2 separate regions of the Mus musculus genome follow, and region 1 is linked to region 2. Evidence: chromatin contacts called from public Hi-C data. All regions are on one chromosome and are shown on one strand. The core of a region is the stretch at or near the end of the contact, and the rest is flanking DNA. Distances in the headings are between cores, read along the strand shown.

Region 1 (6,690 bases), core at 695-3,194, 74 kb after region 2:
TTTGCAAGGGCTACAGACTTAGCAACCATCAGCCAGCCACGGAATCTTGCATCTCCAGGCAGCCCTTCTTCCTGGGCTGTCCTGCATCCACACCCCTGGGGGTGGGGACGTAGATACAAACAGGGTCAGTGGAGAAAAGGAGCCTAGGGAAGGCACTAGGGCACTGCCAGCTTCATTTTGTTTGTAATTCCCCAGTGGAGCCCCAAATATGGAGGCAGCTGTGCTCTGTTGAGCTCTATGAAGAGGCAAGAGGGAGGGGCCACTGGGGAGTGCAATTAGCTGACGGTTTGAGACTGATGAAGTGGATAATGAGAGGCGCTAGGGCAGGTTTTCATGCTAAAAAGAGATGAAAAAAACCAGAGAGAGACAGACAGACTATTACACATATTACCTGCTCAGGCCTGGGCTGCTCTGAACCACTAGGAGGCCAGGGAGCAGAGAAGGCAAGCCCAGACCAGGGCCTCTTTCCCAGGTGTACTCTTGGGTAAGTTTCTTCTTCGTTAGCCTCAACATTACCTGCATGCAAATGGTCTAAGTCTCAGGCCGAGCATCCTTGGCCTTTATCTCCTTCAGTTGTCCTAAAACAATGCCACACTCAGTTCAACTGTAGCCACCTTCCAGATAGGTAACCTGGGTACCAGGAGAAATAGGATCTTTCCTAAGAGTCATTGTCAGTGAGTGATAAAGCCAAGCTCCTTCACCTTGCTTTCAGTCTCACACTCAAGGGAACTTAGCTTGTGGTCCAGCTGTGTAAGTCAGACTCTGCAGACAAAGCCAGGCACATCCCATTTCGTTGGCCTTATTCTGGGCTGTCAATCATTCCTAACAATACCTGTGAGTAAGGGACCAGCATCACCTGCCTTTCACATATGAGGAAGAAATGGTGGGATGTGTGCAGAGTTTGATCAAATAGCCTCTCTTTCCATGTAGAGGAACAGCATAAAAATGGGTTAGACCTTTATGTAGGGGCTAGAGAGCTGGCTCAACAGTTTAGAGTGCTTGCTCCGTTAATCTTGAGAACTAGAGTTCGGTTCTGAGCTGGACATTCTCCACCAATGCCTATAACCACAGTGCCTAGCTAGTGGGTGGAGACAGGAGGACTCATGGTGCTTGCCAACCTCCAGCCTGGCTGAGACCTAAGCTTCGGGTTCAAGAAGAGACCCTGGACCAGTGGGGAATAATGAAAGGACACCTGGTGCCTCTACCGGTGTCTGTGTGCAGGCTCAGACATGTACATCTGTGCCCATGACCCTCATACTCATATGGACACACACACATAAATAAATAAGTTCTTAAACCTTCGCATAGCAATTTCATACTGAGTGCATACTACATGTCGGGGGCTATGAACTGGTTCCTGAAATAAAGCCATGAGTTAAACAGATGAAAAATCCCACCTGTGTAAAGCTTACATCTTAGTGAGCAGCCAAACTGATAGTGGACCAGTGAGCAAGCCGAGAGCCACCAATAAGGAGGAAAATCAGGCAGGGAAGTGGGAACGGAGAACGTGAAATACAAGTTGGAATTTGGGGCACGATTCACCGAGGTTGTGGATTTTGCAGCAAACCTGCCAGGGTCCCTGGATATCCTACTGAAGAGCACGCCTGGCTGGGAAGGCCCAGAGGGTCTAGGCTGCAAGGTGGTTCAGGATGTCAGCTAGGGGTCATGTTTCTCCTGAGGCTGAGAGGGAGGTTACGGGCTCTGGGACCCAGCAAGGTGGTGGGGGAGAGAGAGGAGAGCTCTGTGGCTGGGGCTGTGGTAGCAGGGCCGTGGGGACATTTTTGATCATCGTGCAGTTTGGTTCTAGCCTAGTAGAAAATGAGGGGTTGACACATTTTGAACAAACAAGCAGCCTTTCCCACAGATCCTCTTGCCTGGTGTCAGCAGTGAGACAGGCAGGCCGACCAGCTGGAGTCAGAGCTGACGGTGGCCTAGGGCCAGGTTGGTAGCAGCAGAAGTGAGAGGAAGCGATGGGATCCAGTTACGAGTTTGAAAGCTAATAGATTAGATGTTGAAGGAGAGAGAGAAATGTGTCCAGGCTTACGTCGGTGCTGGCTGCCAAGCTTCTGTGAGGATGGGGCTGCCTTGGTTGGTCTGAGGAACAGGCTTCCAGGAAAAAAAGAGGAGTTAGGCTATGCAGGGGGTTGGGGCGGGGCTGTCTGGTGATCTGTGAGATGTCTCTGTGAGGACAGAGAGCAGGCACTGAGGGACTAGAAATCAGGAAGGCCCTGTGAAGGGCCAGAAGAGTCAGGTGGGAAGGATCTGGAGAACCCTGTGGGAGGGGACAGGAGAGCTGTGTGGGAGGAACCCACAGAGTAGGGCTGGATGGGGGTGTGAGGTATGGGGTATGTGTGTGTGTGCGCGCGTGCGTGCGTGTGTGTGTGTGTGTGTGTGTGTGTGCGTGTGCGTGTGCGTGTGTGTGTGTGTGTGTGTGTGTGTGTGTCCTTAGCTCTTTCTCTGGCTGAGAGGACTGCTTTGTTCAGGCAGGTGGCTGACTGCATCAGGAAAGGGCCAAGAGATGATCCCGACAGCTTAGGGCAGGAACTTTGACACTCCTACCTGCCCAGGGTTTGTCTTCTCTTGGATTTCAGACACTCTGGTACCCATGGGTGGATCTGATACCAAGCCCCAAAGCATCCCACCATTCATCTCTCTCTCTCTCAGCCCAGGACAGCCAGTCTGTAGCTGAAAGAATTCACTGCAGACACACACAAAGAGGGAATACTGCTTATCCATCGTGTGCCTTGGGTCTGGCATCTGTCACTCTGGACTTTGCTCCTCCATCTGTTGAATCGGAACCAACTGTAGAACCAACTAACTGTAGAGTTTGGCAAATAAGGCTTAAGAGAGAAAACGCCCACTGTGAGACAGGGCAGTAGACAGTGGGATCACATTCTCACCAGGTCCAGCAAGGTTAAACACAGCATACCCTTTCTCGTCTTCATTTTTCCTCTTTCTCTCTGCTCTTCAGCATTCTACATGCCAAACGATGGGTCCCCTGAGAGGTATCCCTGTTTCCCTGGCACTCACCAATTAGCATCTTGATCCGGCACAGTGTCCAGAGATGTAATAAATTGGTGCCAAACAGGAGCAGAGTTCCCACCTTGTCTTTGCCTGTGGATGGGCGCTAGAACCTCCAGGGTAGACTCTTGCCACTGAGACCTTGCAAGAATGAAATAAGGTGTTTCCAGGAATGAATTTGACACAGTGGGCTCCAATCAATACCACAGTGTGCACTTGAGTGCCATCCTATAGCTTTGCTCAAAACTCGTTCACCTAGAGTTTATCTGGATCAGAGGCCAGCAAATATTTGCTATAGAGGTCTGGGGATTAAATATGATAGGCTTTGCAGGGTAGAGTCTTCTTCACAGCCACACATCTCGGCTTCACAAATGGGCTGGGCTGTGCTACAGTCTCACTTCCTAAATCATGCCATAGCTGGATTTACCTTGCAAGCCAGCTGTAGTTTTCCAACCTCGGTCTGGTCCAATCAGATCATTTAACACAAAAATGAAAAAGAAGTGCAGAGCTAGCAAGCCATCTATAGGGCAGGCAGGCAGGCAGGCAGGCAGGCAGGCAGGCAGGCAGGCAGGGAGGCAGAAAGCCTGACTCAGGAAAACTTGCTCTCAGTCTTCTGTGAGTCAGTTCTCTCACTGGTTTGCATGATAGTTGCCTATCAAACATTCATTGGATTGGTTCAGTGTAATGATACATCTTTGACACCACATTGAAAGCTTTAGAATTTGACATTTAGAAAGATCTGGGAAATGGCATGGGGTTGGGGGGGGGGGGAATCAATGGCTGACCTAGAGTCCTCCCAGTGAGTCAGGAGGAATTCCTGGTTCCCAGTTCTGAAGGACACTGTCAGGATGACAAGGTCAGCCTTCCGTGGGACAACTGCTCAGAAGCCAGACCGCTCTTCCTTAGGCTCCCCCCAAGAAAACAATTCTCCAAAAAGAATCTCATCTATTAATGTGATTATTAATCTGGAAAAAAAACCTTACTTCTCAATAAAATGAGTGTATGACAAGACAGATGTAATAAACCTGGTTAGGATTTATGGTGTGCCCAGGCACCGCCGTGCAGAAGATAATGTTCCCCTGTAACGTTGATTTGCTGGATGAGGACCATGTAATTTATTCTGTCAATGTACATAAGAAATGTTATCTGTGTGCGGAATGACTGATGGCCCAATGAAAGCTGGCAGGGAAACAAGTGAAACAATTTGGGCCTTAAAAACATAATCACCTAATGATCACATTCTCGTGTTTGTGATGTTCAGTGCGGGCCGTACCTGTGGTTGCTGTCCATTCCTGGGATCGGTTACCCTTGAGCTTGGCACCTGAGGGCGGCAGGGACCTTCTGGTCCCTGTAACAGCCAGCCTTCTCTCTCACTAGGCCTCCACTCAGGTTGCTCCCTCTTCCTGGCAGTTCTTCCGTGTATCTATCCTTCAGCTCCTCACTCAGTGGTTTATTCCCTTGGGGTGGTGGCAAGTATCTATGTCTGCACTGCCCAACTATATGTACAGTGCAGCTATGGCGGGGGATTTTGTTCCCTAAGGACTCCTGTGGCCACCCTCTCGGCCTCTGTTATGTCCTGGAGTGCTCAGCCTTTGCTCCCTGGAACCTCACCAAGTGATGTCTTGTTCTCTCTGGGTCCAGGCCACTTCCTGAGGACTTCACAACTCACCAGGGTATTCACACAGATCTGCAGCCTTGTCCACTGAGCTCCGTGATGGCAGTTACCCTAGGAGGTAGGCACTAGGGCTGTAACTTTTCTTCATGGAGGCAAGCCAGGCTCAGAGGCCACTCACCTTGTCTAAGGCTGTATATGAAGTGAAGGAGAGACCTGGATCCCGGCTAGCTACCAAGCTCTGCTCACTCTGAATTCTCCTGCTTCCTCACTGGCCTCTCCCTCCTCCATGTTCTTTCCTGACGTGGCTTCCAGATGGGACATCCTCCTGCCTCTACCACATCTCTGAGCCTCCCTCATCTTTCCAGAACCTGCTTCATAAATGTTGATGCCTGTCATCTCTGTGTTCAGCAATCCTATTTTCCTGTTCGGTTTTCATGGCCAGGTTTTGATCCCCAAATTTCTATCTATGCATCAAGATCCTTCACCTTAACTGGGCATGCCCCAGTAGACAGTCCACGGGCATTTCCAGACCAAATTAGCCATCACTACCTGCACCCACCACCATTCCCACAGTCCTGTTCTCTGTGGGTGGACCCTGTCCCATCTGCTCACCTACACATGGGGCTCCAAGCTCAAGGGCAGTCATGATCCACCTGCCACCTATCCCTCCGTGGTGCATGCTGCATGGGGTTCTGTAGCAGCCCCTTGTTGCCTGTCTGGAGTCATCTGCCGGTCCCTGTCCCTCTAGTCCTAGGCATTGGCATCTGCTGCATTTTTAAGGCTCGGCAGTGACATCACAGACTTTGATCCCTGGTGACTTTCCAGAAGAATACAGAGCCTCTGGGACTATGCCATTGTACCCTGGAGTGCTGGCCTTTCCGGGGAAATGGTTGTTAAAGGGCCTCCTTCTTCTGTTGAGCTTCCTCAGAGCAGGGGCTTGATCTGATGGTCCCGAGGCAGGAGATGCCCTGGGAGTCTGCCGAGCAAGTGAAACAAAACAGGGTGTGCCAGAGGGACCAGAGGGAGCTGGAGAAGACAGTGTAACCACAAAAAGCTGCTTTCAGGCTCTTCTGGACACCACGGATGTTCCGGAACTGTGGGACGGGTAGGGACTCAAAGCAGACAACCAGGAATGATGATGATGCTGATGAAGAAGAAGAAGATGATGATGGTAATTCTTCCTCTTCCTCTTTTCTAGAGAGTGTCTTAGCATTCTAGCCCATGTTGGTCTTGAACTCTAAATCTTGTTCCTGTATCCTGAGTGCTGAGATTATAAATTCCTTGTCAGCCCACCTGGCAGGAATACATTCTTTGAGATGCCCTGGGACATGGATTTGAAAAGCACAACTAGGGAGGTAGAAGCCAAGGCTAAGGCAGAGGCCAAGCCATGGAGGACTTAAGGCAAGCTCTGGTCCTGACGGTGTGAGGAGAGATGAGAGTCCAGGATGAGACACCCCTACGCTGCTTTCTAGGGCAAATCCTGGCATGGCAATGACTTGGAGGTAAAGGCCAGTCCTGGAAAAGGCCAGCGCTGGCCACAGTGGCAGAGACAGGGCAGGAACTTACAACTCTAAGACACTCAGAACCAAATGCTAGGGGGATCTTGGATTTGGGGTCATCGTAGGGGCCAGATAGACAGTCTTAAGACCAGCCACCATGGCTGACCATGGGACCCTTGGACCTGAGTCTGCAGAATGTGATTGGATCATTCAAGTGTCTGCAAAATGTAGAGTTCACCTCAGATGACTAAAATGAAGGAACTGGAATGAAGGGATGGCTTACACAGATAAAGCAATGTTAGGGCAGCTGACATGGGCTCCCCAGAGGATCATAAGAGCCCATTCCACCCTTCTGTGTTGTAGTGTGCAGGGAAAAACCAATCTGAAGCAAAGTTACCAACACCCTCCTATGAACAAAGCAGTTAATGTGTGTGAATGGTACTAGCTGTCATCATGAGGCCACATATTTGGAACAGAGCGTGTCCCACACAAGGGCAGCATCTGCGCATACGTGATTTTGGTTAAACTTTACCACAGTCATCTGAGGTCCTGCTT
Region 2 (7,799 bases), core at 3,957-6,456:
GGAATGTCACTCTCATAGGCTCTGTGCTTGAACACTCGGTCCCCAGTTCCTGGTACTTTTTGGAGAGATTGCGGACTAGCTGGCTGATGCAGTTTGCCAGAGAAGCAGTCTTGGAGGATTATAGCATAGCCCTGCTTCCAGACCCCGGTCTGTTGTTGTCTTGTAACAAACAGCTGCTGCATGCTCTCACTGCATAATACGGCCATCTCTGCCCCCACCATGACAGAATGGAGCCTCTGGCCAAGCCTCCCCTCTCTTAAGTTGCTTGTGTTGAGCATGTGGTTACAACAATGGGGTGAGTGGGTTGTGAGGAGCTTGTGCCAATGTTATCCTATGAACTCCTTAGGGACTCAGGCTTCCTTTAGCTTCTTTACCTAAAATATCAACTAAAGCTCCATCCATTACACTGACTGTCCAGATTGCAGGTGGAGGAGGGGAGGCAAAGAAGGGACCAAGGATGCTGGCCTGCTGCCTTTAAGACTCCTCAGTGCTATCACAGGATGCTTACACCCCATCAGCTAGACTTCAGGCACATGGTCAGATCTAGCTGCAAGGGATGCTGGGAAATGGAGTCTTAATCTCCGGATGTGTGTTTGTCCATTTGAAGATGGAGGATTTGAACACAGTGGAAGCCAGGGTGACTCTCCGACTGTCCCCTCTCACAGGTGGTCCTACTGGAAGGAGAGGACAGGCAGGAAGCAGTAGAATCAATATCCTTCCAGACATCCCCTGCTAGACAGCCATTGCTTGTTTCCCTGTCCACTACAGCCAGTCAACTACCATGTCTCAGAAACTACATCGCCCCCTATCCTCCCAGTTTCCATGGAAATAGCCCCAGCCCAGGCTGAATAGTAACTCACTAGGATCCTTGAAGACATCTCTCCTCCCAACTTTATACTAGTCTATAACAGAGATCCAGCGGGGCTCTAACTGCTTTGTAGGATAGAGCATACCCATTTGACTGCAGCTTGAATTCAAGGCCCTCCAGGATGGCTCCCAATGTCTTGTTCATTCTGCTTACCTCCTTTTCCAGCAGCCAAGTAGACTGTCTGGGTGTGCCTTGGCCTCTCATGTTCTAGTTTTCCTGTTTGGAAAACTCCTGATCATGCTTCAAAGCCCACATCAAATTCTCCTCCTCTGAGCTGTGCTACAACTCATTCCTCAGTGGCTCACTCAGATCCCTTCCTCCTTTGTCCCCTCCTCCATTCTGTCTTGGGGGTGTGAATGGAAGGCTGACTCTTGCAGGCTATACCCTCAGAAGTTTATAAAGGGCTCTTATGAGTAGTTTGGTCACAAGGAGGCAACTAACAGGGGTCTGAGTTCAGAGGGAGGGAGATACGGGGGCACTTTTCTCCTGCTTTTGTCTGGGACAGTCTCTGAAGAAGCTTTACCTCCTTGGTTCCCTTGTGTGGTCTCAGATTCTGCCAGGCAGCCTTCCCCTAGCTCCTGGATGGTGGGCTGGAGTGAAACTATTCCCCCCTTATCAGCTTTCCCTTCCTGGGGGTGCTGGTGGCTTCCCACTGTTGCTGACTTGGGGGCAGTGTTAGCTAAGCCTCTCAATTCACCTAGGTAGCCAATCCCTGACATTTAAATGTTCACTGTGTGGAACACCCAGGGCAGTTTCTGCTTTCCTAACTGGACTCTATCAGGTTCACATGCTTGGCCCTGGAATGTAACTTCTGGATGGATTCTGGATGGGCACTGGACTCTCAGCTTGGGCTTTTCTAGCTCCCTGGTCACCTCCTACCATGGTGTGCTCTGTGCTTTACTCTCTTGGGACATGGCTGGAAACACTGACACCAGCCCAGCCACCTTGCATTCTGGGTAATGTTTATTCTACTCTGTGGCTGGGGGCTGGGCAGAAGGGGAAGGGAAACAGACCAGAGCAGGGAGGATGACACCCCTCTGTCTCCTTGTCTCTCTTATTTTAAACGCAGAGCCTTGTATCTGGGGTCAGGCAAGGATTTATGAGTGTGTTTAGGCGGTGACACGAGGGGACTGCGGCGAGAAATGTTCTCTGTCACGCTCTGACGGCCTTTGCAAGGAGGCAGCTGGAATCATGAGAGGGGAGATTTTCCTTAGCTGATGGAAGCTCGCGGACTGAGCTCTACTGCCACTTTTAAATGCTACCTAGAGATGCTCTGTGAGGCCGGGCTTGTCAAGGGGAGCACCTGAAGTGCTCCCAGCTTTGTCCACTCTGGAGGCAGATTAGGATGAGAAGTTTAAACAGAGGTAAGATGGATTTGAACTAGACACTGGGAAGGACTTCCGTCTCATCCATGAATGGAGGATCTCAAGAACATTGTCCAGGGGCTGGAGAGATGGCGCAGTGGTTAAGAGCAGTGACTGCTCTTCCGAAGGTCCTGAGTTCAAATCCCAGCAACCACATGGTGGCTCGCAACCATCTGTAATGGAAGCCAATGCCCTCTTCTGGTGTGTCTGACGACAGCTACACTGTACTCACATACATAAAATAAAATAAATCTAAAAAAAAAAATGACCAGGCAATGGTGGCACACGCCTTTAGTCCCAGCACTTGGGAGGCAGAGGCAGGTGGATTTCTAAGTTTGAGGCCAGCCTGGTCTATAGGGTGAGTTCCAGGACAGCCAGAGCTATACAGAGAAACCCTGTCTTGGAAAACCAAAAAGAAAGAAAGAAAGAAAGAAAGAAAGAAAGAGAGAGAGAGAGAGAGAGAGAGAGAGAGAGAGAGAGAGAGGAGAAAAGAAAAGAAAAGAAAAGAAAGAACATTGTCTCCACAGATCTCCTCAGCCTCAGTGCCTGTTGACTGCACCTCAGGACCTTTGCACTGCTGTTTTCTCTGCCTTCCTGCTCTTTGCCATTTTTATTGGACCCTTCTTATCCTTCACACCTCACAGTTCAGGCCTTGCCTTCTGGGAGGCCTCTCAACCACCTGGTTTTGTTTTATTATCCCATGGATCACCATCTGCCACATATTTCTTTATTCCATACTTGGTCATTATCTGTCTACACCCACTAGATTACTAGTCCATCTGCTTTAGGAATTCCTTCTAGAAAGTTCTCCCACCAGTTCCTGACACACCAACATGGACTCAGTGAGCACACCAATTGTTTTAGGAGCCCCACAGAGGATCAGTTAGGATCCAGAGTGGCCCTGGTTGTACCTAGTTAGGGAGTGTCTGGCAAGTTCTGCTGGGGTGTAGGGAAAATTCCAATGGTCCCTTAATGACATGTGTTCTTCTGGCCTGGTGTACAGCGCCAGGCTGAGTTCGTGTTCCATGGCATTCACATCACGGCCCTTCTGGATGCTGAGCTGCTGTCTTGGTTTGCCTAGGCTGCATGAGAGCTGCTGACGTGGTGTATTGAGGTTGCCTGAGATGGCCTCGGACTGGAGGCTTCAGGGCTTTGGACACCAGGAGATGCATTGATGCTGGGTCAGGCAAGACTGACCATGTTAGGGCTGCCAAAAATCTCCTAGACCATGATATCAATCATATCATATCATATCATACACATGATATAGGTAGTGAGGTGGAGACTGGCACTGGGATACCAATCCTCAGTATATACAGGGCAGGTTAGCTCACTCACTCCCTTGTACCCCACTTTCCCCATTTATAGAGTTGAGATCAGACTAGCACCTTCCTCAAGCTTCTGTTCCAATCTGGAGGATGTAAATGAGCCCTTAGCAAACTCACAGCTCTGCACCTTCAGGAAAGTTAGCATCATACATAGTAGCTGGTAAAACCAATGGCTATTATCTCATCTCTAGGTGTTATGCCCGATTCCCCTCCCTCTTCCCCCATTTAATAAACCAGAATTCCAATCTCTAGTGTGTCAGAGTGAGCCTCTCTTTTCACATAGGGTCTTAAGTAGGTGAATGTTGGGGGTCCTAATCCAATTGGACTAGTGTTATTAAAAGAAAGGATTAGGGCACTGGGCAGGGTGTGTGTGTGTGTGTGTGTGTGTGTGTGTGTGTGTGTTTGTGTTTGTGTGTGTATGTGTGCGTGCATATAAGCAGAGGAAAGGCTATATAAGCACACAGAAACGCTGGCCAATCCCTGGAAGCAAACCTACATCTTGTTCTTGGATAGCATCCTCGCAGCTGTGGGATGATGGAGTCTAGAGATTACACTGCTTGTTCTGAGGTATCAGGTTGTGGCATCCAGCACAGCCCAGGACTCTGGATTAAGAACTCAGAAGGCTGAGCTGGGCGTGCCTCTCTGAACACAGTGCTGCTTGCAAATGTGAGGACCCAGGTAACTGATGGACTCCTGGAAATACTGGAAACCAGCGTGCATATGCGTGTCTGCAGTCCCAGCACTCCTCAGGCGAAAGCGGGTGGGGCAGAGACATAACCGGCTGAAGCTGCTAGGCCAGCCAGCTTGGCTACACAGCAGTGAACAAAAAGAGATACTTGTTTCTTTTTAAAAGGAGAATTTGAGGACTAATACTTAAGATTATTCTCTCTCACATGCACACATGCACAGCATGCACAACATGCACACACATGTGCGTGCACATACACACAAACTAAAAAGAAAACACATAAAAAAGAAATAAAAATATCTCAGAGTCAGAAATCTGGTCGTCATCCTCCCCATCCTAGCCCCAGGGCAGTTCAGGTCCCTCTCTGTCCCTGCCCCCTCACTCCCAGCAGTTGTCACAGTGCCATCGGAGATCACCATTTGGGTTTGCTCACAGGGCAGAGCTGAGTAAGGAGGCTGAGATGTTTTTGGTGACAGGAAAGCAAACAAGCAAGGTGGCCCCTTGCCTGGGCACAAGCACAGCCTGTGGGTCTAGGCTCAGGCTTGGCTCTTTGAATGGCCCTGGTTTATCGCTTCAGCCACAGGAGTCAGTGAGGGGACAGAGTGGGAGAGCGCGGCTGCTTCGCCACAGCCTTCTGGCTGATGCTGCTGGACAGAGTCAAGACACCAATGTAGACAGCTTCGTTTCACAGGTGGGGAAACTGAAACGGAAGATTGTCAAGATGGTTTCGACTAACTGGATACTCAGGACTGTCAAGTGTCCCTGTCTTTCCCAGCACCAACACTGGAGCCATATATACTCCAAGGTCAGAGCCAATCCGAGAGAGGCAGGCGAGAATGCGTTCAATTGATTGGAGCAAAGCAAATGTAAGGCGGAGCCAAACAGTTGACTGATGGCAGGGCCCGAGGCCAACTCGGAGGCTGCAGGCAAGCCAGGCCCTGGCTGGAGGGCAGGGAGTGCAGAGGCTCGGGAGCAGCTGGTCAGCCCGAGGCCTTTGGCAGCCTCAGTGGCTCCGCTCAGCTGGTGAAGTGATGTTCTCTTCTGATTGAGCTAATTATGCTGATTGAATTTCCTCCCTCTCCCTTCGGAGCCTCGTCTGCCGCCTCCTCTCCTGTCTCTCCCCACCGCTCCTGGTAGAGAAAGAAAGGGAAGGTTTCCTTAATGTGACTGGTAATTGTTATGCACACAGTGTCAGATGTTAATGTTGGCTCTGATTGACAGCTAATCAGCCCATCAGCTGTACAAAAAAGAGTGAATAACTCGGTAATTTGATTTCCCCTGATTCCCCTGCGTGGGACGGCAGGGAAGTCTAAATTAGCAATCAGGGAGGCTGTGTCAGATCCTGGAGGGCGGTGAGGATGAAGAGGATCCAGGGGCTGGGGTGCAGCTGTGGCTGGGGGGGGGTCGTTTCCATTGTGGGGAGCCCTGCTGGTGGAGAGTAGCTCAGAGCTGTGCCCAGATCGTGGGGTGAAGGCCCCATTCCAGGGCATCCTTTCTTGAGGCTGGCATCTGAGAGGGAGCCCTTGGGGGCGCTGACCTCTGGAACCCCACGGTGATGGAGAAGGAGTTTCCTTAGGTGGTAAGCAGTGGCTCTCCTCACCCCAAGGTTTGGAAGGTGGTTGCCAAGGTTTCTATAGGGTGACCCAAATTCTTGCTATTCTTGGGAACAGGAGTCCCCAAGTTCAGCTTCTGGCCGTCTCCATTCAGGTAAAATAGAACACGTGGGTATGAAGTGGTCTTTAGTGGTCCTCCCTGTCAGGTGAAAGGATTAGGTCTCAGCATCTACTGGGTAGTCACGGTGGGTGGCCCAGGGACTGTGCTAAGCAAACGTTTCTATTGTGACCTGTCCCAGGTGGTCACTTCCTGCCTACACCTTCTGAACACTGCCATGAAGTCTGAACCCAAGCCAGCTCCCCTCCCCCATAAAGCACATATGTGACTATAGCCACATAAATGTACATCCGAACATTTGTCCTTTTCCAGTTGGGGAAACTGAGGCTGAGGAGTATAGGCACTTGCCTGAGATCACACTAGGAGATATAGTTCCAGCACAGACCCTCCCATTCTGCTCCTCCCACTCTGGCAGAGGAACTGCCTAGGTCCCTTGGAGTTGGCACTGACAACAGCAGCTCAGCCTGGAGGTGCCTAGAACTCCAGGTGGTGGCAGCCCTCTGTTGATCTTGGGTGGTGGCAGCAGCTCAGGGCTTCCCAAGGGGAGAGTGAGGAGGAAGAGGAGGAGGGAAGAGGAGGAGGCAGAGCCTCAGGTTTGCCACATTGGGTATTGGTGGCCCTGACTTGGGGTTCATTCTTGTTATGCCACAAGGGATTAGGACTTCTCCATTGGGTCTCAGAGGTCACCTCCCTTGCAGCTCTCTCTCACCACTCCTAAAACAGCTATGCATGCTGGCTGTGAACCCTGGCCCTGATGTGTACAGAGTCAACTCCTGCACAGCCTGGGCACATCAGGGAGGCAGGGAAGACCTGGGTTTACAAGGCTGAGACTTTGAGGAGTTGTATCCACTAGGGACAGTTGAGAGCTCATTTGATTCCAGTGGCTGGCAGATGGAGGTACTTAGGTCCATCCCACAGATGGTGAAACTGAGGTTCTGGTGGGGGGAAAAAGCATCCAAGTCTCTGTAAACCAGGCTGGCCTCGAACCCAGAAATCCGCCTGCCTCTGCCTTCCGAGTGCTGGGATTAAAGGCGTGCACCACCACACCCAAGTCAAGGAAGGAGGCTTCTGGTTCTGCTTTGAGCCTGGTTTCAGCCTTGTTCTCAGGGAGGCACAGCAGGGATTGAGGCAGGGATGGGGCAGGGAGAAGATGAGAAGTGAGCAGAGGAGGAACAAGGCTGGGGCTTCGGGTGCTAGGAAAGTGCAGAGTGGCCTTTGGGATGCAAGGCAAGACTTCGTCCCAGTGGAGAAGTGCTGGGTAGGGGAGGGCTGGTGGGGGCAGGAGGAGAATGAGAGGTGAATGCGACCAGAATGTATTATATACACATACAAAATTGTTGAAGAACAAATTAACAAAAACGGAAAGGTCCACTCCTTAGTTAGGGTCTATATTTCTGGGATGAACCACCATGACCAAAAGCAAGTTGGAGGAGAGAGGGTTTATCTGGCTTATGCTTCTACATTTGTAGTCTGTCACTGGAGGAAGTCAGGACAGAAGACAACCAGGGCAGGGACCTGATACAGAAGCTACAGAGGGGTGCTGCTTACTGGCTTGCTCAGCCTGCCTTCTTTTGTTTGTTTTTGTTTTTTCGAGACACGGTTTCTCTGTATAGCTCTGGCTGTCCTGGAACTCACTTTGTAGATCAGGCTGGCCTCGAACTCAGAAATCCACCTGCCTCTGCCTCCCGAGTGCTGGGATTAAAGGCGTGCGCCACCACTGCCCAGCTCAGCCTGCCCTGTTTATAGAGCCTAGGATCACCAGCCCTGGGGTGGTGCCATTCACAGTGGGCTGGGTCCTCTCCCATCAATCACTAATTAAGAAAATGCTCTACAAGATTGCCTCTAGCTTGATCTTATGGAGACTGGTTCTCAATTTTCTC

The links. A called contact is a pair of places that touch in the nucleus more often than the background predicts.
Region 1: a contact with region 2 is called in a Hi-C map of the N1E-115 cell line, with 2.2 times the contacts expected there. The contact joins two enhancer-like sites. A contact is called at or near these places in 1 of 39 promoter capture datasets (hippocampal neurons), 2 of 484 Hi-C or Micro-C datasets (the N1E-115 cell line and olfactory sensory neurons) and 4 of 115 datasets of contacts at active chromatin or transcription factors (SST interneurons, VIP interneurons and embryonic stem cells).

The regions. Positions count from the first base shown.
Region 1 is chr4:125,354,702-125,361,391 of GRCm38.p6, forward strand. No RefSeq gene overlaps it. Among named protein-coding and RNA genes, the nearest start is that of Gm40247, 24 kb to the right of the region's middle. Within about 2 kb of position 1,945, at least 11 of the 459 cell types and tissues checked have an H3K27ac peak or open chromatin away from gene starts, as enhancers often do. A contact at or near this core is called in the N1E-115 cell line and hippocampal neurons, where this site is marked.
Region 2 is chr4:125,277,510-125,285,308 of GRCm38.p6, forward strand. All of the region lies in intron 4 of Gm32611 (a long non-coding RNA gene), which reads left to right. Among named protein-coding and RNA genes, the nearest start is that of Gm46869, 9.1 kb to the right of the region's middle. Within about 2 kb of position 5,207, at least 87 of the 459 cell types and tissues checked have an H3K27ac peak or open chromatin away from gene starts, as enhancers often do. A contact at or near this core is called in the N1E-115 cell line and hippocampal neurons, where this site is marked.